Linked DNA regions of Sus scrofa: all the other regions are linked to region 3. The links are chromatin contacts, called in public HiChIP or PLAC-seq and promoter capture Hi-C maps. All regions are on one chromosome and are shown on one strand. Each heading gives the region's core, a stretch centred on a gene start, on an enhancer-like site or on the middle of the called end of the contact. The rest is flanking DNA. Distances are from core to core; before and after follow the strand shown. Region 1 holds the start of SF3A2 (splicing factor 3A subunit 2). Region 2 has its middle 13 kb from the start of OAZ1. Region 3 holds the start of BTBD2 (BTB/POZ domain-containing protein 2). Region 4 holds the start of REXO1 (RNA exonuclease 1 homolog).

Evidence for each region. Promoter capture Hi-C pulls out the DNA fragments that hold promoters and counts their contacts. HiChIP or PLAC-seq counts read pairs in DNA pulled down with a chosen protein or histone mark.
Region 1: a contact with region 3 is called in a promoter capture Hi-C map of fetal liver, with 2.3 times the contacts expected there. The contact joins the promoter of SF3A2 here to the promoter of BTBD2 in region 3. A contact is called at or near these places in 1 of 5 promoter capture datasets (fetal liver), 2 of 47 Hi-C or Micro-C datasets (fetal skeletal muscle and skeletal muscle) and 1 of 2 datasets of contacts at active chromatin or transcription factors (alveolar macrophages).
Region 2: a promoter capture Hi-C map of liver shows a contact between it and region 3, with 4 times the contacts expected there. The contact joins the enhancer-like site here to the promoter of BTBD2 in region 3. A contact is called at or near these places in 2 of 5 promoter capture datasets (both in liver), 7 of 47 Hi-C or Micro-C datasets (alveolar macrophages, embryonic fibroblasts, heart right ventricle and 4 more) and 1 of 2 datasets of contacts at active chromatin or transcription factors (alveolar macrophages).
Region 4: a contact with region 3 is called in an H3K27ac HiChIP or PLAC-seq map of skeletal muscle, with 2.8 times the contacts expected there. The contact joins the promoter of REXO1 here to the promoter of BTBD2 in region 3. A contact is called at or near these places in 2 of 2 datasets of contacts at active chromatin or transcription factors (alveolar macrophages and skeletal muscle).

Annotation. Positions count from the first base shown.
Region 1 is chr2:76,403,303-76,406,263 of Sscrofa11.1, forward strand. It overlaps SF3A2 (splicing factor 3A subunit 2), which reads left to right and starts at 1,580. Exons shown (of 9, transcript XM_021084193.1): 1 at 1,580-2,066. PLEKHJ1 (pleckstrin homology domain-containing family J member 1) reads right to left here and starts at 1,868. Exons shown (of 6, transcript XM_003123020.6): 1 at 1,312-1,868; 2 at 1,161-1,228; 3 at 935-1,001; 4 at 1-52. The coding sequence starts at 1,405.
Region 2 is chr2:76,308,229-76,311,176 of Sscrofa11.1, forward strand. No RefSeq gene overlaps it. Among named protein-coding and RNA genes, the nearest start is that of OAZ1, 13 kb to the left of the region's middle. Within about 2 kb of position 1,658, at least 15 of the 83 cell types and tissues checked have an H3K27ac peak or open chromatin away from gene starts, as enhancers often do. A contact at or near this core is called in alveolar macrophages, liver, retroperitoneal adipose tissue and 1 more, where this site is marked.
Region 3 is chr2:76,536,679-76,539,868 of Sscrofa11.1, forward strand. It overlaps BTBD2 (BTB/POZ domain-containing protein 2), which reads left to right and starts at 1,860. Exons shown (of 9, transcript XM_021084208.1): 1 at 1,860-2,245. The coding sequence starts at 1,869.
Region 4 is chr2:76,692,605-76,695,555 of Sscrofa11.1, forward strand. It overlaps REXO1 (RNA exonuclease 1 homolog), which reads left to right and starts at 1,665. Exons shown (of 16, transcript XM_003123002.4): 1 at 1,665-1,943. The coding sequence starts at 1,787.

The DNA.
Region 1 (2,961 bases), core at 330-2,829, 130 kb before region 3:
TCCTCGCTGCAGCACTCAAAGTGGTACTTCCTCTCTGGGTCCTCTAGAAAGCCTGCAAAGGGAGCAGCCCCCTTCTGCCCCAACTTACTCCCACCTCTGCCCAACCCAGAACTGTCCTCTCCTCCAGCCCCAGCCTGGGCTCACTGCCTCCCACTAGCTGGCTTTGAGTTGAACTGTATCCCCCTCAAAATATATGTTCAAGTCTTAAAACGTTTAAGACGTTTTCTGGGACCGTGACTCTGTCTGGTTGTGGGGTCGCTGCGGTCCTAAGTAGCTAAGGTGAGGTCACACTGCAGAAGGGTGAGCCTCTAACCCACAGGTCTAGTGTTGTTATGGAAAGTGAAATCTGGACACAACCACCCTGAGAACAGTATCCTGTGAAAACGGAGACGAAGATGGGGTGACGCTTCTACAAGATAAGAAATGCCAAGGGTTGGAGTTTCTGTCACGACCCAGTGGAAAGGAATCCGACTAGGAACCATGAGGTTGTGGGTTCAATTCCTGGCCTCGCTCAGCAGGTTAAGGACCCGGCATTGCGGTGAATTGTGGTGTAGGTCACAGAGGCTTCTCAGATCTGTGGCGTAACCCAGCAGCTGTAGCTCCCATTCGATCCCTAGCCTGGGAACCTCCACATACCTGAGGTGCGGCCCTAAAAAGACAAAAAAAAAAAAAAAAAAAAAAAAACCAAAGCCAAAGACGCCCCAGAAGCTGAGAGAAGAGGCGTGAGACAGAGATGATTCTTCAGAAATACACAACTCTGCGCCCACTCTGATGTCAGACTTCTTGCCTCCCGCCCTCCTCGCTGCAAGCTCTGCCTGGGCCCCACGGGGAGGAGCCAGGGCGAGTGGGGCTGCTCGGGACAATGGACTTTGTCGGTAGAGATGCAAGAGGGGCCGGGGCGGGGCCGGGCAGCTTGGCCGCAGTTCGCACTCACTGATGGAGAAGCCGCTGGGCTCTTCCTGGGTGACTCTGCAGTGTTCCAGCAGCAGGGCTCCGACGGGCTGAGGGCAGATGGACGCGTAAGGGGCGGTGCGGGGAACCCTCCAGCCACCCAAGCCCGTCCCACGCCTCAGACCCCGGCCCCGCCCCCTGGCTCCGGTCCCCCCCCACGCCCTCGCCCCGACCCCCTACCCCCAACCCCGCCCTCCCCAGCGCCTAACCTCTGCCTCGTCCGTCCGGAAGTAGAAGAGGAAGTTGACCACCAGCTTCACCAGTCTCCGCTTCACCACTACGGGAACAAGGAAGGCTCGCGCGAGTTCGGTGGCTGCCCAGCCCCGCCTGCCGCCCGCTTGGGCGCCCCGGGCCGCTCACCGCTTCCTTTTTTCGGGCCCCTCATGCCCAGCTCAGCCGCCATCTCGGCCGGCTGCCGGGAGAGCGCCTGCAGCTCCTTCTCGTTAAAGCGCATGGCGCCGCCGGGACCCGGAACGCGGAACGAAAACCGCGCCTTACCGGCCGCCGTCCCCACTCGCGCCGTTGCCGGCGCCAAAAGAGTCCCACCGCACCGTTCCGGAAGCGCAGCCCGGGCAACTACGCCTGCGCGTTCTGCGGCCGCTCAGCCTGTCAATCACTGGTGCGTGTCAGTACAGTGCTGGGAGCCGCCTGGATAGAACGTGAACCCTCACGGGGCGCACGGGATAGTGAGCAAGGTGGACGGTTGCCATATACAACCATGCAATAAGGTGGCCCGCCACGACCCATGGCGCCCTTAACTGAAGCGACCTGGAGCATGCGAAGTGGAGGTGGGGCGAGACGCAACTCGCTATCCCGCGAGAGGTGGCCCCGCGAATTAGGCCCACCGAGAGAGGGTGGGGGCCGACGCGCACGCGCACTTCGGCTTCCGGCCCACACTCCCGGCTCGCCACTCACCTCCAGCATCCGGAACGTCTGCCCCGCGCCGCTAGGCGGGCTGGGCATGCGCACACGGAAGGCCCCGCCTCGCCTGCCCTCGGAAGTGCTTCCTTAGCCCTTGGCGCGCGTGCGCCTGTCGAAATTGTCGCGGCGGCTGTGGCGGCAGAATAGGCGGTTACGGTGGAGTCTGAATAGACTACGGCAGTGAGGCCGCGCAGGCGAGTCAGGAGCGGCGAGGGGCTAGGGCGGAGACCCCCGGGAGTTCCCTGGAGGGGAGAGGGCGAGGGGCGGTCGGCGGGGGCGCAGGCTGAGAGTGGGTGCCCGCTCCCCGCCCTCTCGGAGCTCGGGCCATAAATGCCGGTCCGGTAGGGCGGCAGCTCCCGAGGCGCTTTCCGTGTGCCCCGGCAGTCGCCCGTTGGTATGCTGGCCATGTGGTCTGGGAGTCACCTGGTTTCTGTAACGGGTGGGGGTGACGGCGAAACTCCTGGCACCGCACCCGAGGCCACCAGGGCCCGTTAGCCAGGCCCGTTTGGCAAGCGGTGCCACAAAGTTAAATGATTTCCCCACCTGTCACACTAGGTGCCCGATCGCTTCTTTTTTCTGTTCTTTTGTCAGCTCAGAACTACCAAGAGCAGCTTTGTAAATAACGTTATTCTTTTTGGCTGCGCCGGGTTTGAGGTTTCATTTCTATCTGCCACCCACCCTCTCCAACCTCGCCCTCCATATTCTGAATGTGGATATCGTGAGTTTTGTCAGATCGTGTTTTATTTTTTAGGGCTGAAAATAGTATTCGCTGTTCAGGCAAGCAATGTATTCAGCTGTATTGTTTTTCTTACGCTGTTTTTCCTATCGTCCTCCAAAGCTAATTAATTTCTTCTTTTCCTGTTAGCCTGATTTTCTTTGCCTGTTTTTTTTGTTTGTTTGTTTTGTTTTGCTTGTTTCTTTCTCAACGTGTCATTACTTCACACACTGATTAGTTGTGTTTTCCCACAGATTTAAACAAATGGATGGCTTTTTCTTTCTTTTTTTCTTTTTTTTTATGGCCGCACCTGCAGCACGTGGAAATTCCTGGGCCGGGGTCGAGTGGCAGCTGCAGCTGCAGCCTGTATGGCA
Region 2 (2,948 bases), core at 408-2,907, 230 kb before region 3:
CGGTGTTGCTATAAACTGTGGTATAGGTCGCAGACACAGCTCGGATCCTGCGTTGCTGGGGCTGTGGTGTAGGCTGGCAGCTGTAGCTTTGTTTCAACCCCTAGCTTGGGAACCTCCATATGCCGCAGGTGTGGCCCTCAAAAAACCAAAAAAAAAAAAAAAAAAAAAAAAAGATGTCAACCTCACCCAAAGGCTCTCCTGGGGCTGAAAGATTCACTCACAAAGTTGTTATGGTAAAATGCATATAACATAAAAATTGCCAGTTTTAGGAATTCGCTTGTGGCTCAGCAGGTTAAGGATCTGGGTTGTCTCTGCAGTGGATCAAGGCACTGCTGCTGAGGCGTGGGTTCAATCCCTGGCCCAGGAACTTTCATATGGCTCGGAGGCAGACAAAAGAAAAAATTTTTTTAATTGGAATATAGTTGGCTTTACAGTGTTGTTAGTTTCAGGAGTACAGTAAAGCTATTCAGTTATACATATACATATATTCATTCTTTTTCAGATTCTTTTCCCATATAGGTTATTATAGAACCTTGAGTAGAAAAGAAAACACGCTTTTTTTTTTTTTTGGCTTTATCATGATGATTGTTGTGTAGTCATCACTATTTCCAGAATTTTGTCCTATCACAAACAGAATTGCCTTTCCATTAAACAATAACTGTTTGTTGACCCTCCCATTGGCAGCCCTTAACAACCAGGAACCCACCTCTGTCTGTGGATGTGCATCTGTTCTGGACTTTTCCCATCCATGGAGTCCCACACTGTGTGTCCTTCTGTGTCTGCTTCTCTCACTGAGCCTCGTGGTCGCCAGGTCCATCCACGTGGTAGGAGTGTTGGTGCTTCTCCTTTGCAGGATGAGTGATGCTCCCACATGCGGACAGTCACGTGTGTTAATCCCTTCAGAGGATATTTGGGTTGTTTGCACCCTTTGGCTTTTGTGAGTCACGCTGCTTTGTATGTGTGTGTACAAATATCTATTCTTTTTGTTTGTTTGTTTGTTTGTTTGTTTGGTCTTTTTAGGGCTGCACCCGTAGCATATGGAGGTTCCCAGGCTAGGGGTCTAATCGGAGCTGTTACCACCAGCCTACGCCAGAGCCACAGCAACGAGGGATCCGAACCACATCTGCGACCTACACCACAGCTCATGGCCACGCCGGATCCTTAACCCACTGAGCGAGGCCAGGAATCAAACCCAAAACCTCACGGTTTCTAGTCAGATTTGCTTCTGCTGCGCCACGATGGGAACTCTGACAAATATCTATTCTTGTACCCACTTTCATCTCCTTTGGATGCATTCATAGGAGTTCTGTCATGTGGTGATTCCATGTTTAGCTTTTTGAGCAACTGCCAAACCATAATACACCCTTAAGAGAAAAAAAATGCAGGTTACAAAACAAGATGTTCAGACGTTCACTAATGATTCCAGTCCTGTAAAAATAAATATGTAAATACTATTGAAATACAAGGTTACAAAAACATCCAAGCAAAGAACCCTCAAATATTAAACAGCATCTGTTTTTGGATGGGAGCTGGTGGGTGTTTTGAAAACTGTCCTCTTTGAGCTTGTCTACATTTCTAAATGTGCCTGTTTCTCCTGCGTCACAGGGAAGGGCGGGAGAGTTGTTTTTGAGTGCGGCTGGGAGAGAGCAGGAAGCTGCCATTTGTTTGTCAGGCCTCCTGGTGCCTCCAGGGGGGACTTGTGTGTTCAGGGTTTTTACTGGTGATAAGTCACCGAAAAAATCCACTTCCCTCTTCTCCTCTGGGGTCCCAAAGTGGCCTACAATTTCTAGCTGCAAACACGTGGTTGCAGGTCTTAGAATGTCCCTTTGAAGGTTGAGCCCCTTCTGAGCTGTGTCTCTCGGTACCACCACATGGGGCGGGATGAAGATTCAGGGTGTATGTGTTTCCTGCAGCTGCTGTAACAGGTGACTGCAAACTAGGGGGCTTAAATCAACAGGAATTCCTTCTCACACGTTCTGAGGCCAGAGTCTGAATCTTGAAATTGCAGGGTGGGAGTCCCCTGGTAGCTCAGAAGGTTAAGGACCCAGTGTTATCACTGCTGTGGCTCAGGTCACTGCTGTGAGGCTCAATTCCTGGCCCTAGAGCTTCCGCATGTTGCCACTTGGTCAAGGAAGAAAGAAGGAAGGAAGGAAGGAAGGAAGGAAGGAAGGAAGGAAGGAAGGAAGGAAAAGAGAAATTGCCACAGCAGTGACAAGGCTGGATCCTTAAGCTGCTGTACAAGGAAACTCCAATACTGTGACTTTTAGCTCAGCCAGTTCAGGATAGCTTCTTTGTCAGCTGAGGTTTGTACAGGCACCTCCTGTAGAAGGGGGTTAAATTATTTTCGGTCACTTTGTACACCATTTTGGTAATGACCAATGTATATTTTAGTAATTACCAGGTGAAGTGTTATTTTAAGATTCTAAATAAGCTCACAAGGGCTATTCGTTCAACATTACTAAATCAAATCCATCCAGAGTTACCTGGTGGCTCAGCGGGTTAAGGATCCAGCTTTGTCACTGCCATATCATGGGTTCGATCCCCGGCCTGGGAACTTCTGCGTGCTGTGGGCACAGCCAAGAAAAAAATGTAATCGGAGTTGCCATCATGGCTCAATGGTTAAGGAATCCAACTAGGAACCATGAGGTTGCGGGTTCAATCCCTGGCCTTGCTCAGTGGGTTAAGGATCTGGCATTGCCGTGAGCTGTGGTGTAGGTCACAGAAGCAGCTTGGATCCCGAGTTGCTGTGGCTCTGGCATAGGCCGGCAGCTACAGCTCCGATTAGACCCCTAGCCTGAGAACCTCCATATGCCGTGGGAGCAGCCCAAGAAAAGGCAAAAAGACAAAAAAAAAAAAAAATGTAATCCATCGATATGTAACCCTTGTGGGTTGTCTTTATATATTTCAATACTACTAACCATATACTTTTTATGGGTGAATAGTAAAGT
Region 3 (3,190 bases), core at 610-3,109:
TCTTTGGATGAACCATTAAAAAATTTTTTTAATATATATATATATGATTTTTTTTAGGGCCACACCCGAGGCATGTGGAAGTTCCTGGGCTAGGGGTCGAATTGGAGATGCAGCTGCCAGCCTGCACCACAGCCACAGCAACACCAGATTCAAGACGCATCTGCAGCCTACACCACAGTTTATGGCAATGCCAAATCCTTAACCCACTGAGTGAGGCCAGGGCTCCAACTAGCATCCTTATGGATACTAGTTGGATTCATTTCCACTATGCTACAACAGGAAATCCTCTCTATTTTTTATATATTACTTTTATTTATTTAATTTTTATGGCCACACTCACAGCATGTCAAAGTTCTCGGGTCAGGGATTGAATTTGAGCTGCAGCTGCTGCAGCACCAGATCCTTTAACCCACTGTGCTGGGCTGCGGGGATCTGAGCTGCTGCAGTCGGATTCATAACCCACTGTGTCACAGTGGGAACTCCTATATATTACTTTTTTTTTTTTTTTTTTTTAGCTATTTCTTGAGCCGCTCCCGCAGCATATGGAGGTTCCCAGGCTAGGGGTCCAATCGGAGCTGTAGCCACCAGCCTACGCCAGAGCCACAGCAACGCAGGATCCGAGCCACGTCTGCGACCTACACCACAGCTCACGGCAACGCTGGATCGTTAACCCACTGAGCAAGGGCAGGGACCGAACCCGCAACCTCATGGTTCCTAGTCGGATTCGTTAACCACTGCGCCACAACGGGAACTCCCCCTATATATTACTTTTAAAGTGAAACAAAGATCTTTGAAAAAAAAATCAGGTTTGAGATGGCTTTGCGCATGGTTATAATGTTGTACGATTTGGCCTTCTGTTCATTTCTCACCCCAAAGGGCAGAGGCAGTGGGCTGGCAAGGTGGGAGTGTCTAAAATCCAGGGGCTAAGGCTGATAGTGGAAGTCTATCGTAGGGGTGGGGCTAATGCCAAGGAGCTAGGAGGGCTGATGACATCCACAGAGCTGAGTTCCCAGGTGAAGGGGTTTGGCTTTCATGGGGAGCACCTGGAGGGCTTTAAGCAGCGGCTCCCAAAGACCTGGTTTAAGTTGGGAGGAGGCTAGATTCTAAAAAGAGTAAGGAAGGTTGGGTTGTTGGGGCTGGTGGTTGTCAGGGAGCAAGCTGGGCAGTTTTAGACGACAGTGGTAGTGGAATGGGGCCTGGACTGCCACAGAATTCTCCGGAACAGTGCAAAATGAAAACATGGGGGCGCCCCCCACCCTGAAAAAAACCCCATGCAGCCCAGTGTTAAAAATTTACTTCCCTGAGGTGAGAGCAGAGCCGGTCCTCGAGGGGACCCAGGAAAAGGGAGACGATTCAAGGTCTGCTTTGGAGGTAAGAACCGGCCAGGATTCGGGCTGAAACTGGACACTGAGGAGGAATGTCTTGCCTGTGGCTTTGCGGGCGGTCCATGGGCCACCGCCCAAATGAAGAAATCCCTTCTCCACGGGAAGGACCAGGCTTTGAGAATCCTGAGGTCTCCCAACCCTTTTATTTTTTTTCTGCCCTGCCCGGCATGCAGATGTTTCCAGGCCAGGGATCGAACCTGTGCCACGGCAATGACCCGAGCCACAGCAATGACAACGCCAAATCCTTAACCTGCTGAGCCACCAGGGAACTCCATCCCAGTCACTTTTTAGACGCTTAATTTTCCCCTTCCTTCCCCTTCGCCCCCTCCCCCCCCCCCTTGCCCCTCCTCTCCGGTCTCTCCCCCTCCCCTCCCTTCCCCCCTTGCCCCCTCCTCCCCCCCCTTGCCCCACCCCCTCCGCTCTACCCCCCCTCCCCCGCCCCCTCCCTCCCCGCCCCGCCCCGCCCGGCGCCGCACCGACAAGATGGCGGCGGGTGGGAGCGGCGGGCGCGCGTCGTGCCCGCCGGGGGTCGGCCCGGGAGCGGGGGGCGGCCCGGGGCCCAGCGCCAACGCCGCCCCGGCTCCCGGCAACGCGGCGGCCGCCGCCGCCGCTCCGGCCCCCGCCGCCCCCGGGCCGCCGCCGCCGGTGTCGGGGCCGGGCGCGCAGGCCGCGGCGGGCGGGGAGCGGGCGGCCGAGGAGCCGGGGGCGGCCGCGCTGCTGCGCGAGCCCGTCTACAACTGGCAGGCCACCAAGCCCACGGTGAAGGAGCGCTTCGCCTTCCTCTTCAACAACGAGGTGCTCTGCGACGTGCACTTCCTGGTGGGCAAGGGGCTCGGCGCGCAGCGCATCCCGGCGCACAGGTGGGCCGCTGTCCCGGGACCGCCGTCCCGAACCCTCCGCCCCCGCCCCTGCCATCCCGAACCCCGCTACCCCTGGGATCCACCAACCCCCTGGACCTACCGTCCCCGAACCCTGCCACCCCTGGGACCTACCCCCGGCCCCCAACCCCGCCATCCCCAGGACCCATCTTCCCTGGATCGGGGACCCGCCATTCGCGGAACCCTGCTGGCTCAGGGACCTGCCCTCCCCGGACATCCAGTGTCTCTAGGACCCTTTCGTCCCCAGTACCCATCATCCTCAGGCCCCATCCTTCCTCGGCCCTACCAGGCGCCCATCCACCCCGTATTTCCAGATACTAGCCATATTCTGGTCCTGAGACCCTCTGCCTTTTCATTCTCATCAGTGACTCCTGGCTCTGCGACCCCTGACCCCACCACCTTGGCCAGGATCTCCCAGACCAAGGGACCTTTTCCACCCCTGGCGTTCCTGGGACCTTTCAACCCCTGCCAGGCTCTCCAGGCCCTGCTGTCCCAGCTTGGCCAGCCTGAGGACCCCAGACACAGCCACCTCCCTCCACATCCTCCATCATGACCTCCTCCCCCTGACTTCCCCATCCTTTTTGGGGCTAGACCCCCAGAGCCTCATCAGACCTCCAGCTCATGAACCCAAGACCCCCAGACTCCTGAGCCACAGAACCTGCAGTGACCCCCCATCTCGGTGCTGCCCTCAGCTCCCTGACCCCTTACCCCCAAGGCCTCTTCTCCAGAGGCGGGAGTTCTGGGTCCAGGCCCCATCCCTCTGCCAGTCTCTAGGATGCGGCCCCCAGGCCCTTAGGTGGGGTGGGGCTGATGTCAGACACTGCCCTGCCCACTGCTGGTTCCTCTGGCCCTGCTCTCTGGGTAGCGGGGAGGCGCTGAGGGGGTTCTGTTAGGGGAGGGGTTAGGGGGATTCTCCTCATTCTGCTT
Region 4 (2,951 bases), core at 415-2,914, 160 kb after region 3:
GCTCCAGGCTGCCACCTCCCTCCAGGGTGAATCGCCCAAGTCCTCCCTGAGGCCAACCAGGCCCTGCATGACCTGCCCCTGCCCCCTCTCTGCCGCTGTTACCTTCTCCCTCTCTCCCCTTTACTCACTCAGGTGCAGCCACACAGGCCTCCTTGCAGTTCCTCCAACAAGCCTGGTGCCGCCTTTGCCCTGGGGCCTTTGCACATATTGTGCCCTCTGCCTGGAATGCCTTTACCCTAGATGCCTGCTTGGCTTTCTCCTTGAACTGCTCAAATTCCACTTCCCCATCAGACTCCATGGACCACCCCTTTCCCCAGCTCCCTACTCTCCCTATCACCCATCCTCCAGAAGAGCACTCTCGGCCTTGTACTTAAGTATCTCCTTTACTGATCTCCTGCTGTCTCTCTTCTAGAACGCTACTACTGCCAGGGTGGGGATCTATGCTTTGTTCACTGATGTCTCTAGCACTGGGTCTGGCACTCACATAGTAGGTCCTTGGTAAATATTTGTTGAGTAAATAACCAAGGTCAGTCAGTGAGTACAGAGGAAGCATCTAGTAAGTGCAAGCTCAGGGGTGACCTGACTTCACCTCACTAGCATTGTCAGGGCCAGGCTGAGGGGTCCTCCCTCCTCTTGGCGGTGGAAGAGGCGCTGGCATCGAGAGACCCCTGGGGTGAGGGGTCTCAGGCCCAAATGCCACCGGGGCCAGGTGGCTGAGGTAAGGATAGATGGGCTGGGAGAGGGAGGAGATGACCTGCACAGACTGCACCCCCACCCTGTGCTCACACGGGGATCCTTGGCAATTGCCAGCTGGCGGGCAGGCTGGGAATTGTAGTTTTATGAAGCATCTCCCCCAATTTAAATAAAGGGCAACAAACAAATTTACATCATTTGAAAAACTAGTACTGAAACAAAACTGGTACTCAGATACATATACACACATGTTCACAGAGGCTCAATTCACAACAAACAGGCGGAAACCACCTGAATATCTATTATCTGATGAACAGATAAAATACGGTTTAGGGTCAATATTTGGTGGACAAATGAGTAAATCGGAATAGGGTTCCGCTGGTGGACCTGGGGATGAGATTTCAGACAAGAGTCCAGTGGGAGTCCACCCGGAGCCCAAGTCGAGGGACCTCCGCAAGCCTCTGCTTCAACGAGTGCAAAACGTGAGCACTAATTCGAAGTCAACCCGGGCGGAGTTGAGTTTCAGAGCCTGAGCTGGGTAACTCCGGTGCAGATCTCCAGGTGCAGGTGAGACACGCCCGCAGGACTCGTGTTGACCAGCAGAGGGCGCCTCAGGGAGACGTGCTAATAAAACTAATTAAATGCACCTAAGCCACAGCTGGACTATGAGGGGGGCCTTTTTTTTTTTTTTTGATCAGGCGTGCCGTGGACAGCTCCAGGCGCCGCAGGGGTCTGGGGCTCAAGATGGCGCTGTTGCCGCCACCGAGGGCCAGGCGGCGGCGCCGGCGAGGCTCCCGGAGACAGTAGGCAGGGCGTCTCGCCCCCACCACCCCTACCCCCGCGACTGCCTGTCCTGGGCCATGGGTCCATGACCCTCCTTGGGGCCGCGGGAGCAGGTGTTTCTGATCAGGCGCACTTCGGGCAGCTGCTCCCGAGGTCCCTTGCGGCGGCGTCCCGGGGGCCTCCGGGGACCTCGGAGCAAGATGGCGGCGGCAGCGGGGTCCGTGAGGCGCGGGCGGCGGCGACCGCGGCGCCAGTGAGGGGCCCGTGGGCCCGGGCGGCTCCGGGCCGCGGCCCCGCCGCGGGACGGACCATGCTACGTTCCACCGGCTTTTTCCGGGCCATCGACTGCCCGTATTGGGCTGGGGCGCCCGGGGGGCCCTGCCGGCGGCCCTACTGCCACTTCCGGCACCGCGGGGCCCGGAGCCCGGGCGCACCCGGGGGAGGCGGAGCGGCGTCCCCCGCAGCAGGTAATGCCCGCCCCGGGCTCAGCACTCCGGCGCCCGGGCTTCCTTGGCCCCCAGTTCCCCGCCCAACCTTCTTCTCTCTCGCTCGCGGGCGACGTGTCCCCAAGTCCGGGCCACCTACCCGGGGCCCACGTTGAGCGACCTCTGCAAACCTCTGCTTCAACGAGTGCAAAACGTAAACAACGAAGGGACCCGTTCTCCTAGAGGCGTCGCAAGGGTGGAGCGCGCCGGGCTCGGGAAAGGAGCGCGGCCGACACTGGTTGGCAGGCCCGAGCTCATGCCGGGGGAACCGTTCCCGCCGCCTCCCCGGCCCCGAGTGCTCGTGGCAGCCCTTGTTTACTTCTGCGCTTCTTCGGCCGCCGCGCCGCTGATTGTGGCCTCTCTTGTTTACAGTAGCAGTCTAGAGGATCTTGCTTAGGAACCTGGGCTGTGTGTTGAGCCGTGTGCCAACATATCCACTTGCTTGTGTGTGTGTTGGGGTGGGGGTCAGGCTTCCAAGTGAACGTTTCTAGATTGAGCATTACAGTACCGTGGTGATTATCAATGTCGCGGCAGAGTTCGGTGAGAGCTGCCCGGGGTCACGCTGCTTGTGGGGAGTGTGGGACTTGAGCTGTTAAGAATGGGGGCAAAAAGAGGGGCACCGCGAGGAAAGGCTTGCAGGGATGTCCTTACTCCGGAGGGGAACTCGGGCTCTCACTGGGGCTCCTGTCCTTCAGGACTGGGCTCCCCTTTTCTTTCAGGCTCATATTCTTCATTCGGCATCCTCTCTCTTTCCCCATGAAAGAATCCCCATCTCAGAGCCTTTTAACTTTCAAAGAGGAGCGCCCTTGCTAAGATTAAATAATGGGCTTGTTCTCCCATTTTGCCAGAAAAAAAAAAGGAGGGGGTAGCATTTTCTCAAATTTCCATTGTAAGTTTGTCCTGACTTTTTGCACCTGCCACCCACTGTTCACAGCCAGCCAGATGCAAGCATTGGTTGCCTGGCTCCACATTTGTGCCAGGCCTGGGGCT